Regions from separate parts of the Mus musculus genome. Here all the other regions are linked to region 1. The links are chromatin contacts, called in public HiChIP or PLAC-seq and Micro-C maps. All regions are on one chromosome and are shown on one strand. Each heading gives the region's core, a stretch centred on a gene start, on an enhancer-like site or on the middle of the called end of the contact. The rest is flanking DNA. Distances are from core to core; before and after follow the strand shown.

Evidence for each region. A called contact is a pair of places that touch in the nucleus more often than the background predicts. HiChIP or PLAC-seq counts read pairs in DNA pulled down with a chosen protein or histone mark.
Region 2: a Micro-C map of embryonic stem cells shows a contact between it and region 1, with 2.0 times the contacts expected there. The contact joins the promoter of Rasip1 here to the promoter of Grwd1 in region 1. A contact is called at or near these places in 4 of 39 promoter capture datasets (cranial neural crest, embryonic stem cells, liver and 1 more), 1 of 484 Hi-C or Micro-C datasets (embryonic stem cells), 1 of 115 datasets of contacts at active chromatin or transcription factors (embryonic stem cells) and 2 of 9 other capture datasets (adipose tissue and liver).
Region 3: a contact with region 1 is called in an H3K4me3 HiChIP or PLAC-seq map of forebrain, with 6 times the contacts expected there. The contact joins the enhancer-like site here to the promoter of Grwd1 in region 1. A contact is called at or near these places in 8 of 39 promoter capture datasets (the C10 cell line, the HPC-7 cell line, HPC-7-derived erythroid cells and 5 more), 8 of 484 Hi-C or Micro-C datasets (the AML12 cell line, CD8 T cells, cortical neurons and 3 more), 6 of 115 datasets of contacts at active chromatin or transcription factors (bone marrow-derived macrophages, embryonic basal ganglia, embryonic forebrain and 3 more) and 3 of 9 other capture datasets (adipose tissue, liver and macrophages).

The regions. Positions count from the first base shown.
Region 1 is chr7:45,829,262-45,832,631 of GRCm38.p6, reverse strand. Grwd1 (glutamate-rich WD repeat containing 1) reads left to right here and starts at 1,843. Exons shown (of 7, transcript NM_153419.2): 1 at 1,843-2,037; 2 at 2,223-2,340; 3 at 2,488-2,650. The coding sequence starts at 1,851. Grin2d (glutamate receptor, ionotropic, NMDA2D (epsilon 4)) reads left to right here. Exons shown (of 12, transcript NM_008172.2): 12 at 1-149.
Region 2 is chr7:45,626,045-45,629,414 of GRCm38.p6, reverse strand. Rasip1 (Ras interacting protein 1) reads right to left here and starts at 1,878. Exons shown (of 12, transcript NM_028544.1): 1 at 1,825-1,878; 2 at 1,509-1,649; 3 at 334-1,001. The coding sequence starts at 1,645. It overlaps Izumo1 (izumo sperm-egg fusion 1), which reads right to left. Exons shown (of 10, transcript NM_001018013.1): 9 at 3,134-3,370; 10 at 2,173-2,387. The coding sequence ends at 2,207.
Region 3 is chr7:46,008,247-46,011,616 of GRCm38.p6, reverse strand. Abcc6 (ATP-binding cassette, sub-family C (CFTR/MRP), member 6) reads left to right here. Exons shown (of 31, transcript NM_018795.2): 11 at 2,739-2,831. Among named protein-coding and RNA genes, the nearest start is that of Abcc6, 20 kb to the left of the region's middle. Within about 2 kb of position 1,831, at least 8 of the 459 cell types and tissues checked have an H3K27ac peak or open chromatin away from gene starts, as enhancers often do. A contact at or near this core is called in cortical neurons and forebrain, where this site is marked.

The DNA of each region.
Region 1 (3,370 bases), core at 594-3,093:
ACCCCCTTGCCTTGGGGGAACTATGAGCCAGAGGGGACTCGGTCGCCCAAATCTCACCCATCCTGAGAGCAAGGGGGCGGGGTTCTTGGAGCCCACCGACTCTTTTTTAAACCCGAAAAGGGCTTTTTAACGTCACCTGATTGGCGGGAGGTGTGGGGGGGTCACGCCGCGCCCCACCCCTACGCTCCGGGCCATGGCCCTCACATCACTGTGCAGCTCCCTAGCCCCAGACACACCTCTAGGGGAGCCTGTTTTTAACCTTTCATTCATCAGGACTCAAAACTGTGAGACGCGTATGCCAAACTGTGACTCCAGACCTTGGCCCCGCCACACAGAAACCCCTGACCCCAGACTGTGACTTCCAACACCTAAAATGATCATCTGACCCCAGACTGTGCCCCGACCAGACTGTGACCCTTCATGTCAGACCTCAATGACCCCTCCCTTTTAGATCCTTGTTGGCTCTGACCTATGACCTCTCCTCCACGAAAGTCCTACCTTTACCTGTCTCCCCCCACTCACCTACCACCCCAGATGCCACCAATCACATCTTCAAGTCCAGCCCTTATTTGTGACCCTTCAGTGATAATCCAGCAGACACTCCACCCCCAGGTCTCCTTTCCCAGATTTCAGCAGGGTCTGAGGCTGGGCTGAGAGGAGGGTCTGGGAGCCCACACCTGACCTTTCCTCCCCTCTCCCGCTCCTACACTGCAGTGTTTGGAATAAAACCATGTTTTTACGCCTCCTCAGTCCAAGCCTGAGTTCTGTGTCTGTCCCTTCAACTTCTCTGGAGAAAAATGGAAACTGAGAACTGAGTCCTTAGGGAGGACAGTCAGACAACAGAAACTGGGCTGGTGGTGTAGCGGAGGCAGGGTGTTGTAATATTCATAACACCCTGAGTTCAGTCCCCAGTCCTAGAAAACAGGAGATTGGGGAAAGCACAGTCAACCCCAGGAAGCGGCAAGAGTCCAGGGGAGAGGGGTGGAGAGGTGACAGGGCAGAGACAACACCCCCAAGAGTAGAGATACAAAAAGGGATGCACAAATTAGGACCAAATCTAGAGACCTACTCCTTGCTACTGGCAAGAATGATTTGATGGGTTATTTTATGCAAATGGAGAGTGGCCAACCCACGCCTTGAATCTCCTTAATCTCACCAGTGAGGATCTGTTTCCAATATTTCATTACTCCAATTAACCAAAACTCGGGTGTACATGGGTAGATAAAGAGAGCTGACTCAGTTGTAGCAGCAGCCTCAAGAGAGACTTTCTGATTAAGTGCCTGCTGACCAGAGCTGCCCTGGGAATGCCTGGTTGGGAAATGGTCTGCCCCTGGAGGATAGATCCAATCCACTAACTTATACATAATGTCCAGCCTGTCTACCCTAAAGCATTTTGAAATAATTTAAAACCATCATAACAAGGAGAGGAGAAGAAATCGGCCTTAAAGGTCCTCGGGGAACAGAAGCCCAGTCTCCTTGCCAGTAAGTGCTCGTTTACATACATGAATAATTAACTAAATGGAAAGACAACCCTGGGAATGAAAGGTGGAAGATGGAGAGGGCTCTGAAGCCGAGGACTTCTGTAGAACTACAACTCCCAGAAGGTCTTGCCATTGCTGCGCGGAAGAATTCCCCAAGGTCACACGAAAGACAAAATTGCTCCTAATATAAGTCTTCTCACTGAGCCAGGACGCGGTTACTTTGTGGCGGCCATCTCTCTGCGCATTACCTTCTTCTGGCTGGTTCACAGGTTTCCAAGGTAACAGTACAGTGGGACGGGTCTTAGACTGTGGGAGGTGAAACCCGGAAGTGACGCTCTCACTTCGCGTCCGGGGCAAGAAGGTTCGAAGATGGCGGCGCGCAAGGGCCGGAGTCGCACGTGTGAAACCGGAGAACCCATGGAGGCTGAAACCTGCGACCCAGGAACCGAAGGCCCATCCCAGGTCTACCTGCCCGGCAGAGGGCCGCCACTGAGCGAGGGAGAGGAGCTGGTAATGGATGAAGAGGCCTACGTGCTGTACCATCGTGCGCAAACTGGTAGGCAGAGGGACCTGACTCTCGGGTCCAGGGAAATGAAAGGCCTGTCTTGGGGTCTGGGGGACGAAGGGTCTGGAGTCTGAGGATTGTGACCCTGCAGACTGCCGGCCTTTGGAGGAGGTGGAGGCCGAGTTCCCAGTCTCTCGTTCCTACTCAGCAACTCTAATCTCCCCGCCCATCCCTAGGCGCCCCTTGTCTCAGCTTTGACATAGTTCGAGATCACTTGGGCGACAACCGGACAGAGCTCCCTCTCAGTCTTTACCTGTGTGCGGGAACCCAGGCGGAGAGCGCCCAGAGCAATAGGTGAGACCCAGGACCTTTGCAAGACATCCACAAGGCCCCACGCATTAGGGCTCTCTGCTAATGCCAGACCTAAAAGTCTGGGACCCCAGCCTCCCTCCTCCTTCAACATCCCGGCACTCAGTTTCTAACCCGTATTTGCTTCCCCAGACTGATGATGCTTCGGATGCACAATCTCCATGGCACCAGGCCGTCACCCTCAGAGGGCAGTGATGACGATGAGGAAGATGAAGATGAAGAGGATGAGGAGGAGCAGAAACCTCAGCTGGAACTGGCCATGGTTCCTCACTACGGTGGCATCAACCGAGTTCGGGTACAGTCTTTCCAGGGGCTTGTTAAGGATTCTCTGCAGCACACCCCTCCCCCTAGATCCAAATGTCTCTCAGTACCTCCTCCAGCCCCTCAGCTTCTCTCCCTCCCCCCTCATTTTCAGACATTTTCACTCTATGAGCTGATAAACAGATAATAAAGGCTGAAACAGCTCCTGATTGTGGTGAAACGCAAGGGTGTTACTGAGCTGTTGCTTAGGAACTGAGGCAGGATAGAATGAGTTCAAAGGCAGCTTAGTGGTAGAGCGCTCACCTCAAGTTCAATAAATAGAGCACTTTATGATCAGGTAGATGAGCAAAAAAGGGAGACGGTATACAAGGAGCATGTAGAGCAAAAGCCAACCCGTAGCTGGACCTGTCTCTGTTGGACCTGTATCTGTTACATTATTCCCAGAAGGTTTAGCCTGTAGACAGAAAGCTCTGGGCCCATGAACATAACATACTAGTGGGAAAGGGAACAAGAGAAAGCTTGTAGTTTGTTACAAGATGCTGAGTGTGGTAGTATAAGGGTGTTCCTAGGGTAGAGTTGTTTTTTGTAAATGGTGAATTTGAGGAGGACTGGGTAAGTCGGTGTTCTTGGACTAGAGACCTGCAGCAAGTGTCAGGGCTGGGGTGTTTGTGGAAACAGATTTGCAGAGAAGAAAAACGAAAGTGCCAAGACCCTGGGGTGCACCTGGCACACATGATTCAGAATCTCAGGGGAA
Region 2 (3,370 bases), core at 629-3,128, 200 kb after region 1:
CCCTTAACCATGCTACCTACTGCCCTTATCAGACCCGGCCTGTAAGTTCCGCCCCAGAATGGCACCACCAGTTTTGTCCTGCTGGCTCCGCTCCCCTCCAATTACACCCCACTCCAGCACATCCAGTCCAGAGTCTTCCCACTCTGTGTGCCCTGCCACCAGAACCTCCCAGAGCCCTCCCTCATCACCTCTCACCCAGGTCCCTGCCTTTTATCATGCAGGCCCCGCCTCCTCTCCCTGTAAGCCACGTCCCCATCACCTCCCGCCCAGGGTCCAGTCATCTTACTGCCCCCTAAGTCCCGCCCCAAGTCTCTGTGCCCTTCCCTGGCTGACCGTCTGCATCCGCAGCCCCGAAGGCCTCCTGCTCCAGCCGTCGAGCCTCCTCGCGGCCGCGCAGCTCAAAGCGCCGCGCCCAGCCCGGACGGGCGCGCCACAGGTCCTGCACCAGCAGAGGGCGCTCCGCGTCGGCCAACACCCGCAGGTGCTCGGCACGCCACTCGCCTCCGCCCACGCCGACCGCGGGCCGGCCCAGAGCGTCGCAAAGCGCGTAGGCGTCCACGCAGCCGCTGTCGCCCGCTCCGCGGCCGCCCGTCAGCCCGTAGCGCTCCAGCGCCTCCGCCACCAGCTCGCGCGCGGTGGATCGCTCCGTAGCCAGCACGCTCTTGTAGTTGGCGCCCGACGCCAGCCCAGAAGCGAAGATCTTGAGCACTCCCGGGGGCACCGCGGCACGCGTGGGCAACGGGGGCTCCGGAGCTACACCCGCCGCCAGTTCAGGCAGCTTCTTCTCGCTGGCCCAGCGCTGCGCGCCCCCAGGCGTGCCAGGACCCCCGGCGCCGCCGGCCCCTGAGCCCCGAAACAGCTGCGAGATGCGCTTGGCTCGGCTGCCCGACGCTCCCCCCGCCGCCTTCACCGCACCTACGCGCCGCAGCTCCACGTGCGGCGGCGGCGGCGGCGGCGGCAGGGGCTCGCTGCTTCGGCTCCCCGTGTCGGAGGACGAGGACCTGAGGAGAAAGAAGTGGGCAGAGAGGACACAGAAGAGAGAATCAGAGACAGAGACACAGAGAGAGACAGAGACACAGAGAGACACCCAGAGATAGTGCCCAGAAAGAGGGGCCAAAGACACAGAGAAACCGAGAAAGGGGGAGGGACAGAAACTCAAGAGTCAGAGACAAAGAACCAAAGAAAAGGGACAAAGGGATGGGAGCAGAAAACCAAGATGGTGGTGTGCGGTGGGAAGAATGGAGATAAGAGAGATAGGTAATAAAATTAATAAAGATATGACCCTTGGTAAGAAATAGGTGAACAGAGAGAGGGGATGTGTACTGCGTTCCATCCCAGTGCCCACTTCTTCTCTCCCTGTGCCTCGACGTCACTGTGTTCCACTGTCACCCCCCAGCTCGCTTGTCTATTTAGGACAGGAACCACTGCCCACTTTTGTAGGGTCGCTGGCATGACCCAGTGATAAACAGGGACAAATGGCAGGCATACCATAGAGGTTGACCACTTACTTGACAGAGGCAGCGCTGGGCCAGCGCCGCCCCAGTTTGGCGAGCTGTTTCCTTGGGGAATTGATCCACAGGCCCACTGGAAGATGGAGCTTCCCGAAGCGGGGGCTTCCGCCCTCCTTTCGTTCACCAGATAGCATGGCCCTAAGGGAAGAGGGGAAGGCCCCAAGTCCTAAGGCCACAGTCGGGTGGGGTGGGGTAGAGTGGGGAGCTACGGAAGAGAGAATCAGTTCTGGTTCCTGAATCCCAGGGAGTAAGAGGGGCAAAGAAATGAGCTCCTAGGTCCCAGGATGGGTGGAGTCACTGTTGTGGCTCTTACCCTGCTTCGGGTCCCGTAGCACCCGGAGGCCCTGGTGCTGTTGGCCTCCGTTAAGTCCCAGTCCCTCTGTAAAGTGTTTTCCTCTGCCCAAGCTCCCAGCACTGGGTGGGGGACAGGAAAAGGCAAGAGGAAACCCGGCAGGAAGAGCGGGGAGGGGGCGTCCTGTGAGGAGACCAGGCCTGGGGGAGGAGATGAGGCAGGGCTGGCCCTGGCCTGCGCCTTGATTCTGGGCCCACCACTCACTCATGGGCCACCTAGAAAGGGAGGTCCCATGTTCCAGCTACAACTCCCTCAGATGGCGGGGGAGGGCACATCCAGATCTCCTCTCTTGGAGCCAGAAGTCAGAACCAGTCCCCAAAAGTAAGTCAAATACAAATCTTTATTAGTTTTCTGTTGCCTCGCTCTTATCTCCAGAGTAGTCAGAGTTAAAATCTGCCTGAGAGGCCTTCTTCAATCCCATCTGTTGGGACAAACTCTGATCTGACTTGGATCCTGACGCGGTGGGTTTGACTTCGTCACTTGCATTCTTCAATTTAGCGCTGACTTTCCTAAAGTGAAGTACCCTGGGGCAGGACATAGGTGCACAGAACCACATTAGGTCACAGGTTGAGTGAAGTACACACTTTCCTGAACCGCCCCCCCCCAAGCCTAACTTAACAGTTTATATAAGCCTTGTCCTCCTAAGTGAGCCCCAAAGGAAAGTGCCCAGTAGCTTCCTGTCCTGTTGCCAGCACTGGATTGTAGGATGCCCTCCCTCCACCCAGGCCCGACCCACTCCAAATCACTTCCCTCCACAAGGCCGTTTCCTTTCCATCCATCCATCCGTCCATCCAAGCCCTTGTCTGCACCCTTCTATAAAATCTCTCCATAGCCAAGACTACACTCCTCCATCAAGCCACTCCCCTCCACCAAGCCCCTCCTCTCCGCCAGCTCCCTTCCTTCCATCAAGCCTGCCTCTGTCTTCAAGCCCCCCTCTTACCCAGACCCCCAAGTCCTCTATCAAGACATGCTCCGGCCCATTGGACACACAAACTTTATATGCCCCAGTACAGGGGAATGCCAGGGCCAAAAAGGGGGAGGGGGTGGGTAGGGGAGTGGGGGTGGGTGGGTATGGGGGACTTTTGGTATAGCATTGGAAATGTAAATGAGCTAAATACCTAATAAAAAAATGGAAAAAAAAAAGACATGCTCCTTTCAAAGCTTGTCTCATTCCTGCTTTTCCTCCACTGCACCTGCGTCTCTTCCCTTCACCCAAGTCCACTTTATCTAAGGCCCACCCTCCCTTTAAATTTCCTGGTGAACAGCTCACGAGATAATGATGCTGGCCACAAGAACCACAAAGCCAAGGGTCAACAGTATTAAGAGGCGAGTTTTCATTTTTTTCTCTGGATTTTGAGCGACTGTAGGTATGAGCTCCGGGTACAACTCTGGGTGCAGCTCCGGGTACAGCTCCGACTCTGGCTCCTGCCCCGGTGGTGTCTGTGGAGTCACGTGGACAGGAGTCTCGTGCTCCTCTTGGGTTATGATGTTCGGTGGTTGGTTTTCC
Region 3 (3,370 bases), core at 582-3,081, 180 kb before region 1:
GTTAAACGTCACACTACTAACTCACCCTCCCTGTGCTACAATTCCTTGGTTCTAAGAACAGAGGATAACTAAAAGCAGGCTCCTGGTTCTACATGGGTGAGACCCAGAGAACCTGACAGAGTTTATGCAGCCTCTGCCTGAGGGGCAGCCTCTGCCTGAGGGGCAGCCTCTGCCTGAGGGGCAGCCTCTGCCTGAGGGGCAGCCTCTGTCTGAGGGGCAGCCTCTGCCTGAGGGGCAGCCTCTGCCTGAGGGGCAGCCTCTGTCTGAGGGGCAGCCTCTGCCTGAGGGGCAGCCTCTGTCTGAGGGGCAGCCTCTGCCTGATGGGCAGCCTCTGTCTGAGGGGCAGCCTCTGTCTGAGGGGCAGCCTCTGCCTGAGGGGCAGCCTCTGTCTGAGGGGCAGCCTCTGTCTGAGGGGCAGCCTCTGTCTGATGCAATCACTTGGGTCCAGCGGGGCTCTGGGTATGGATTCAGGAATGGTAGACATGAATTTGAGAGCTTGAGAATATAAGCTGAGTTTAACAAGAAAGTCTATGTGGTTTGTGGGTGCCTTATTGGCATAGCCCAAAGGCCATTTTGAGCAATGCCTTTAACAGCCCTCTGCATCTTGCCTGTGACCAGGGTAAGATGAGGCATGAATTCCCCGATGTGGCATCGTGTTGGTGCTCTCAGAATCTGGGGAACTTAGTTTCCAACTTTTGGATTAGGTATTCTCGGGCTGTGTATCTAAGGTGCTTTGCACAGTACCTAGTGCTCACTTGCATAGTGTTGTTAGCTGCCATCTGATATGTGAGGGGAGCCATCACCACCATTGAAAGTTTCCTTATTTATCTCTGTGGTGCCTCGTGTATGCCATGCAAGCAGTTTTCCACTGAGCTACATCTTTGGTCCTTAAAAAACATATTTTCATATTTATATAACAATTATATAATATATAAATACTATATATTTATATATTATATTATATATAATATGTTATATATAATGTTATAATTTATATTATTACATATAGTACCATATGTTTTATGATATATTTATATAGTATATAATATATTATATAATATAGATATATTTATATACAATGTTTGTTTATTTATTTTATTTTTTACTTTTTTGGTTTTTTTTCGAGACAGGGTTTCTCTGTGTAGTTCTGGCTGTCCTGGAACTCACTCTGTAGACCAGGCTGGCCTCGAACTCAGAAATCTGCCTGACTCTGCCTCCCAAGTGCTGGGATTAAAGGCGTGTGCCACCACGCCCGGCTATATACAATGTTTATATATAAATATTTATATATATATTTTTTTTAATTTCAAGGCAAGGTCTCACTAAAAAGCTGGCCTTGACCTCGGTGTAAACACAGGCTGGTGTTTGTGCTTTTCCTGCCTCAGCCTCAGGAGTCGCTGCAATTAATGATGTGAGCTGTCATGCTCAGCTAGAAGTCTATTTGTGAACACTGACATTTGAATATTCCAAGGCTTACACACAGTAGGTGGTCAGCAAGCACACACAGGCATTCAAGCAGCACCTGTGTGCAGTGTTGAAAAGCTGGCCACTATCATAGGAAAGACAGGGAAGGAGGGAGGATGTGGTAAACAATTGGGAGCACTGAGCAGGCCAAGGCTGGTAATGATCAGAGACCACAGCAGCCACAGGTAACGCCCTGCACCCTGCCTCTGCCCTGGCACCAGAGGACCACCACGCTGCCCCAGGCTTACTAAGATGGTGGGTTGTGGGTGCTACGGCTAAATGAAAATATCCCGGAGGGTGACCTTACTACTTCAGGCTGCCAGTGGCTTTCAGGACAGTTCTCCACTGAGCCACTAGGTGGTGGAATAGTTGCATGAATAAACCAAACTGGCCCACTGTAGTCCAGAGATTAGAGATGAGAGAAACAGAGACTGGAGTTGGGGTGGAGGAAATCTCAGAAAAGCACAATAAGACTTTTTTTTTTTTTTAACATTTAGTCTGTTCCCACCACCATATCTCCTAGGTAACTAGACCAAAGGCACCGGCCCTTACAAGATTTCCCTGGTGGGAAAGATTAACAAAACACAGGTGTCAGGTTAACTGTGACATTTTAAATAAACTGAGTAATCACTCAGTATAACTGCTTCTCTAGTATTGCAGGAGACATTCTTACACTAAATACACACACACACACACACACACACACACACCTGCCCATATAGCTCAGAAACCACAACTTTGTAGATTTGTTTGTTAATGTGGTGACTGGTAACTCCCCACTAAGAGGTGGGATGGAGGGTAGATTAACAGCGAGCCCTGAGAGGTGGGTGTGGTGGCACATACCTGTAACAACTGAATTTGGGAGGTGAGGGAAAGAGGAGCAGGGGTTTAGGTCAGCCTCAGCAACAGAGAGTGTGCTGGCAAAATGGCTCAGGGGGCAAATTACTGTGCTTGCTGTCGAGGATGCAAGCCTGAAGACCCAAGCTGGGTCCTGAAGCCCATATAAATGTGGAAGGGGGAACTGACCCTACAACGTCATCTCCTGACCTCCACATGCGTGCTGTGACCATGTCACCTCAATAGATAATCATTCAAAAGGAGCAGGGATCGGGAGCCGACAAAGTACTTACTTAGTAAACATGGGGAACCAAGGGCAGACGCCCGTGACCTATATAAAAAGCCAGGCACAGCAGCACACGCCTGAATTCCCAACCCTGGGAAGTGGGGTGACCCAAACCCTTGGAGTCTCATGACACCCTGCCCTCTGTCCCCAGCTCCTTGGACCCTCTGCTCTCACAGCCGTTGCTGTCTTCCTGAGCCTCCTCCCTCTGAACTTCTTCATCACCAAGAAGAGGGGCTTCCATCAGGTTTGGCATTTGGGGATGCAGGCATCCTGGACAGAGGAACAACCATGGGTCTCTGGTTGGTGACAGAGATAGGGACAGGCAAGAGGAGGCTTTAGGTCTGTCCTTGTCCTGTGTTGCCAGACCTGTGACTCTTGGACAAGCCTCTGTTCCTTCTAGAGCGTGGCCCCTTCCCATAGTGGCCCCAAGCTGTTGTCCCTCAATGGCTCCTGACTCTGAGCCCCTTCACGCTCAGCCAGGGGGACGTGTGGCAGCCAAAGAAACCAAATCTCCTTTGCTGATATGGCTTAGTGTCGAAGCCTACGACCCCATCACGGCCTCTGTCACCTGATCTTGCTTCCTTCTTCTCCCCCTTGCCCACTCTGCTTCCCCACACAGCCATGCCTTGTCTGTCAAGCCCTGTCTCCTGCGTCTGCAGATTTTATCTCTACAGCACTTCTCCTAGCAGAGATCTCACAGCTGTGAGACTAGAAGCTTCAAAGCACTGAGGGCAGAGGTAGGCTCAGCGTCTCGGGCAGTAGGTGGCGTTTAGGACACCATAA